Regions from separate parts of the Mus musculus genome. Here region 1 is linked to region 2. The links are chromatin contacts, called in public Hi-C maps. All regions are on one chromosome and are shown on one strand. The core of a region is the stretch at or near the end of the contact, and the rest is flanking DNA. Distances in the headings are between cores, read along the strand shown. Region 1 overlaps Scfd2 (Sec1 family domain containing 2). Region 2 has its middle 40 kb from the start of 1700019F05Rik.

Region 1 (3,585 bases), core at 1,072-3,571, 400 kb after region 2:
AACAGTTTTAGATTTACTAAGGAATATTGTAAATGGGAGGATTCTAAAAGTTGGTCAAAACATAGCATAGATAGACACATGGGTGGGAGGAAGAGTTTAAGAGATCACTGTACAAGACAGGGTCTATAGTGAATAATAATGTGCTGCACACTTGAAAATTGCTGCTAGCACAGATTCCAAATTAAATCTGCCTATGAGAAGTGAATGGCTATGCCAGTCTAATGTAATCACTTCGTAAGTACCCACATTTCAAACAGAACAGCACAATGTTGTTCACTATAAATATAATTTTTTTTAATCCCAGCACTTGGGAGGCAGAGACAGGCAAATTTCTGAGTTCGAGGCCAGCCTGGTCTACAGAGTGAGTTCCAGGACAGCCAAGGCTACACAGAGAAACCCTGTCTCAAAAAAAAAAAAAAAAAGAATAATAATTTTTGTTTGCCAGGAATTGGTAAAGATTTAAAGTCTGAAGCTATCACAGGGTTTCTCATATCTTTCTGTATGCCCTTTTCCTTACTGTTCACATCTGACATCCACACGGCACAGCACACTGGGACCATACACCTCATACAGAATGCCTTTTAAACACTGAAATTAGCTCTCTTAAAATGCCTTAGCTTAAGGGTTGAGGGCTTCTCTAGCATGTAGATGTCCTGTATTAAACCCCAGTTCGGGGCTAGGGGAGCGGCCACAGTGTGCAGTTGATTCATTGCAGTAAGTACATCCCACTATTATGTAGCCATTAGCACTGTCTGAAGAGACAAAGTTTGCAAAAACCGAAACTCTCTATTCATAAAACAAGAACTTCCCACCCTCCCACCCCAAGCCCCTGTCAATCTGTGCTGTATCTCTATGAGCCTGAGTACTCTGGGTACCTGGCATGTGTACAACCATACAGTGTTTTGTCCTTTTGTGACCAGCACAATGTGTTCAAGGCTCCCTGTGTTGTCTATAGTCAGCATCCTCAACCTTGTTACAAAGGAACCGATGTCACTTCCCAGGCCAACTGTGCTTCATGCTTGATTCTCATCAGCTCTCCATTGCAGTGAGCCCTGGCCCAGTCAGTTTGTAGTCCTGGGACCTCATCCCCAAATCCTCAGCACCTGAAATCTACGACTCTTTAGGACACATTTTACAAAGCCTAACTACTGGCAGTCCCTGTCCTGGGCAGTTTTATACATCTTACTTCACTTTCGTGACTTCCTTACGAGGCACAGAATAGCTTATGCGACTCCGATTTACAGAGCCTCACAGTCTTGGAAGGTGCGTGCGGTGACTTTCAAAGGGACTACAGTTACCACAGGCAGTCCCGGAATTAGAACCTCTGAAGTCCCAGACATGCTGTGGTACCGCTCAGTTCCTGCCTGTGCTAGCTCTCCTTCTGCGGGGTAGCTGTTACTCCCCATACACCCACAAGTAAACACATTTCTTCGCTGAACTACAGCTGAGGCTGTTTCCTCTTGGCCTCTCTCTCCACTGCACTGTTTGAGCCTCGTGGTACCCAGCATCTCTGAGCCATGTCTGAGCTTGGAGGCTCCTGTTCCTCATCGCTTCTTGGCTGGTTGGCATGAGCCTAGCCCTTCCCTTCTTTTCATCATACCCCAGTAGGGATCTACTTTGTAGTTTCAACTTAACTTCGGCTAGTCTTTTCAGTCATTATGTTTTAGCTAAACACAATGATCCAAGACAACTAACATTTTACTTTGTTGAAAGTACACGATAATTCAATGTCTACACCACCATATTCCTTTGACTTGGAGTAACGGAAGACATTTTATAGTTGGGAAACACCACCACTGCACTAAGAGCAGCACAAATGTCATAAGGGTGTGAATGCTGATGTTTGGCTGTGCAGAGGGGACGGTTGGCATTTTAGGTGTTGGGTGCAAAAGACATTCTCTGTGACAGACGAAGAGTTGATGGCTGGGTAGGGAGGAGGCTGGTGCCTAAGATGACAAGCTCAACGGAAAAACATGCAAAGCCGAGGACACAGGTATTTTTGGTTGCATCCCGCAGCGGAGCTTTAGCGTCTGATCTTCCATCGCCGCAGGGCGAACAGGTGATCGGCTGTGAGTGCATGGATGTGTTTAGCATGTGTGCAGCTGTGACTGGCTGCCTTAGAAGACAGATGCTCTTCTTATACATTCTTCACTGGGAAACAGGAAGCTCCCACAGAGGTGGTCAGGACCCTGCAGTGATGTGACAGGATGTCTGATTTACAGTCGCTTCACTGTAAGACAGAACCAGGCAGTGTGAGGATGGAGCAGCTGCTATAGGGACTGGCAGCAGACTGTGTGTGGGTGTGTGCGTGCATATCTATGCAAGAGAGAGGTGGGGGGACTGCGTACACTAGGTATCTCAGGTCCAGACAACCAACTGTTACTTGGAGTGATGTCATAAAACCATCCAAATGTAAGTTCTAAATCTCATAGCTTGCTGCTTCTACCCAAGAGCAGGAAAATGGCTTGCGAATTACAGTTCATGATAGAACATGACACTTTTGGATTTATAAAGGCCATTTTCAAATATTCCGTTTTGTCTTTCAGGCACACAGGATGCTGTGTGTATGTATAACAAACCATGAACTTGGCTGTGGTCTGACTACTTCTGCCTGGTGGAAAGCAAGCCGAGGTCACGGGCACTCCTTCCAGGAAGAGTGTTAACAGCCGGTCTGTAATTTGTGGCTCTTCTCTGGAGCTGCAGCAATGGAGCTGCAGCAATTTCAGATGCCCTGCCCTGCCTGAGTGCTTGAGTCCAGGGAGAGACTATGGTGAGCAGAGCCCTCTGCTGGCTGGAGTCAAGAATGCAGTGAGTGAGGCCTGACAGGTTTCTTAAGGCTCTTTATGGAAGAGCTGTGTCACTGAAGCAAAAGTTAGTCTCTAGTGACAACAATGGGGTGACAGCACAATTCAAGAAAATATGAATAGCTGGGAGCCTGGGGCTGAAGACAACACAAAAATAGTGGAAATGAATGGGAAGGACAATGGACTTTCTCTGGTCATACTCAGGTACAAGCTTGGACTTAAAAGGCATTCTGAGAAAGAGGCAGCAGTGTGCTGGGCTCCTTACACTCAGAACACACACCTGCTGTGTCACACTGGTGGACAGAACTGGTTAGGAGGGGGGGAGGAAGAGGAAGAAGAGGAGGAAGAGGAAGAGGAGGAAGAGGAGGAGGAGGAGGAAGAAGAGGAGGAAGAGGAGGAGGAGGTGGCAGCAATAGCCACAGGACAGTCATATACAATTGAGGCTGTCCTTTGCCTGTCTGTAGACTCTTCATCCATGTCAATCTTCTTTTACATAAAAAGTAGCATCTCTGAACTCAGCAAGCGCTGCCCAGGACTACAGCAACCCTGGTACTCACTGGTTCAGCCAGGTAAGGGCGACTGCAGCACATAGTGGACACACAGAGCCCAGGGACTTACAACAGAGCTGGGCTGAGTCAGATCAGTCAGCGGGCCACTGGAATGAAAAGCCCCTCCATGTGGCTATCAGGGATGAGTGAGCATTTACAGGGAAGTGGGCCTCCAGAGACGGTGCAGAGAGGTTTTGGCATGGACTCTGGGGACAAGTAGTTGAGGTCCTGCC
Region 2 (3,298 bases), core at 131-2,630:
TCTTTTATTTCCTATGGATATTGCTGCTATGGGCATCCCAACAGGAACAATGATGGGATTCCCTGGGATTTTGCATCTGTGAGGCAGGGAAGACTCTTCAGAAGCAGGAACCTGGAAGGGATTATTATAGAGAGGGAAGAAGAGAATAGAATCCTTCCAGGTTTAAAAAAAAAAAAACCTCAGTGCACAGGCAAGCAAGGTAGGAATATCTCACATATACAAACACACACACACACACACACACACACACACACACATACACACACACACACACACCCCTTTCCACGTGTATCCTACCGTGTTTTAGTAGCTTGGAGTTCAAGGTTACATTACATTACTTACCATATACACACGAAAATGAAGACCTGTCAAATGAAAATCAACAGATTCTAAGGTTGCCACAATGGGGAAGTTGCCACTATTGCTGGTTTTCAGCAGAGGCAGGCAGATGTGGAGAAAAGCCCCATAGCAGAAGGCAGGAGGCTTCAGGTGTGTCCTGCCTGAGTGCATTGGTCCAAACCAAGCTGTAGGTGAGCAGCTAAGTCGAGCACCCCTTCTTGTAATTGGTTGGTATGTACCTTGGGCTTTCTCTGGTTGCCCTAAGTTGGAAGCAACAGCATTATGGAAGGTGTCCCTTACTCATCAAGTCTAAGCCAGTTAAGACTGTTCTCATTGGGTGAACTAGTTTAGCTTCCTGGATTGCTGTTAGAAGTGGCATCCTGCTTCCTACAAGTCTGGCATAACTGACTGGCTTCCTAAGATGGCCATTATAGATGATGAACTGGATCCCCATGGCTGGACACTGCTGATTGAGTCAGAGTTCTCATTTTCCACATGATCTGTCCATTGTCTACTTGCTTTCTACCTCTCTGTTCAAGTTAAATGCCTTGGGTTGCCCACCTCATTAATAGTTAGATGTCTTTCCTTTCTCCCTATGTTTAACATGTCCAAAAAACATGTGGGACGTGTCAAGAAAACCATAGCATGAATATATTTCTCTAGATCACAGATGACAGCACCTCTTCTTATTCTAGAGAGCATTTCTTTCCTTGGCAACCCATTAGTCATGACATCCTGGAAGCCTAAGGAGACATGAAACCTTCCCTCTGGCACTCATGGTGCTGCGTTGGGCACTGGCCCATACTTGGTCTGAAGATGCATTCTGGCTTCTCCTGCCTCTCTGCTGGAACCAGACTCCAACTCCTTCTTAGAACTCGACACCGGATTGTAATCCACAGCATCTTTGGCTATGAATTTACAAAGACAGCTCTTTTTCTCACAGATGGTTGTGTCATGTATTTCACTCTTCAGAGAGAAAGAGCAAAATTGCTGCCCAAAGCGTTTCTATGAGATGTCTGAATAATAATAGAGACTGGGCCAAACCCATGGCTTCCTGATGAGCTGACTTTGTGCAGAGCCTTGAGAAAGGGAAAGTCAATACCCCACTTAGACGGCTTGTCTGAGAAATCAGATGTCTTGATCACACTTTTGGCAAATCTTGGGCTGCAATCAATTCTTGGATGGGTCCTCTGACAGGTGCTCACACTGACGCTATTCTAAGCCATTGATTAAAGAGGGATCCATATGCTTTAGACACCAGATGTGTGAGAAGCATACATTTAGCCGAGAAAAACGGAGAGGCTTGACTGATGTTTTCTCCAGATGGACCACAGGGGTGTCTGAAGTAAATAAACTATTTTTAGTAGGTTAGGTCACAGAGGTGAAAGAAAAAGAAGGGACATTCAGAAATCATGTTTATTCTGTGTGGATGTCCATGTGTTTTATTTCTTAATGGTGACTTGGGTTTTACCTTAAGACACTTAGTGTATACTTAATGCCTGTTAAAACACATGATGCTTACTGAAGAAACAGACAGTTTGAAATGAAGAATAAAAAAAAATGTTAGGGTAATTAACGTTCACTGTCTGCTTTTTGTAATATCACTCCAAGCCAGGACAGGACTGTTTGCTAATTAAAAAGACACTCTGGGTTCAAAAGATGTATTATCATATTGGTCAAAGAGCCATGACATATAAAACTCTATACTTAATTCTGTGTGAGAAGAAGTAAACAAAGATACATCTGCTTGATGCTGTTTTCAATTAGGGCCATTCTGCTCCCCAAGCCCCATCCCAAGGAATATGAGATAAGATTTGGCAACAATTCCCAGTGTCAAAACTTAGAGGAGATGTCACTGTTACCTACGGAGAAGCCAGGGGTGATGCTGACCATTATAAAATGCACAGGACAGCCTCATCCTCAAAGAACTATATAGCTTGAAATATCAGTTGTGCCAGTAAGGCTAAGGAACCTTGTTCTTATCTAAGTCATCCACTCTCTTCTCTCCAGAAGCTTGAGACTGGGAGTTCTAGAAAGAAATAGATTATAAGTTATCAATTCCTCCATCCTCCTCCTATCAATTTGCCATTAAAGACTAACTCACCTTTCTAAGTACCTTTGTACCCCGCAGTAAAACTCTTTGCTAGTCTCTCTGTGGACAATCCATGTTTCTTGACCATCATATGTTAATCTTTTACTAGTTATATTTCTTATTGCTATGACAAAATGCATGATAAAAAGCAAGTTAAGAAAAGGATTTATTATTATGTTTGAGGGGTTATTGACTGTTATGGTGGGGAATACATGACAGGAGAAATAGGAGCTGGCTGGTTGTGCTGTATTCTGCAGATCCAAAGCAGAGAGAAATGAATGGGGTTATTCAAGTGGCCTCTTCTGGTTTCCTTTTGTGTTTAGCCTGGGAGCCAGGCCCTAATTTGGTGCAGGTGACATTCAGGTTGGGTTTTCCCACTTCTGTTAAACCTCTCTGGAAACTGCCTCACAGAAATGTCTAGAAGTGTGTCTCCTAGATGATTCGAAATCCAGTCAGGTTGACAGTAAAAGTTAACCATCAAGTCTGTCTACCCACTCTTCTCTGGCAAATTCTTAGCTACTTATTAAGGGCCCATTCAGATGCTCAATCTACCTTCCCATCCCTGTCCCTCCCAGTAGAGAAAATCCTTCCTCCCTCTGCCTCCAGCACACCATCATCACACTGTGCCATCATGGCTCATTTGCTTTTTAGGAAAGCTAAGCTTCCCAGGCACGAAGTCTTTCCCATGCCTGTACCCCCCAGTCCTGACAGTATGTCTACCACTTAGTAGGTGAACAACTATTTTACATCAAATCCCTCATCAAAAAGAGATGCTGAATTCCTGTGCCTCTCCCACAGAAAATCCAGATTTCATAAACAGAGACAGCTTTTGTTGTGACTCAGAGAGAACATGTGTTGTCTGGGTTA

The links. Hi-C and Micro-C count contacts between places; a contact is called where the count stands out from the background.
Region 1: a contact with region 2 is called in a Hi-C map of cortical neurons, with 4 times the contacts expected there. The contact joins two enhancer-like sites. A contact is called at or near these places in 4 of 15 datasets of contacts at CTCF or cohesin (the NIH/3T3 cell line, embryonic stem cells, pro-B cells and 1 more), 49 of 484 Hi-C or Micro-C datasets (the 4T1 cell line, B cells, the Ba/F3 cell line and 37 more) and 10 of 115 datasets of contacts at active chromatin or transcription factors (the NIH/3T3 cell line, T-cell acute lymphoblastic leukemia, a beta-TC-6 cell line and 4 more).

What each region holds. Positions count from the first base shown.
Region 1 is chr5:74,275,165-74,278,749 of GRCm38.p6, forward strand. All of the region lies in intron 5 of Scfd2 (Sec1 family domain containing 2), which reads right to left. Among named protein-coding and RNA genes, the nearest start is that of Gm32064, 40 kb to the right of the region's middle. Within about 2 kb of position 2,322, at least 58 of the 459 cell types and tissues checked have an H3K27ac peak or open chromatin away from gene starts, as enhancers often do. A contact at or near this core is called in cortical neurons, where this site is marked.
Region 2 is chr5:73,871,706-73,875,003 of GRCm38.p6, forward strand. No RefSeq gene overlaps it. Among named protein-coding and RNA genes, the nearest start is that of 1700019F05Rik, 40 kb to the right of the region's middle. Within about 2 kb of position 1,381, at least 6 of the 459 cell types and tissues checked have an H3K27ac peak or open chromatin away from gene starts, as enhancers often do. A contact at or near this core is called in cortical neurons, where this site is marked.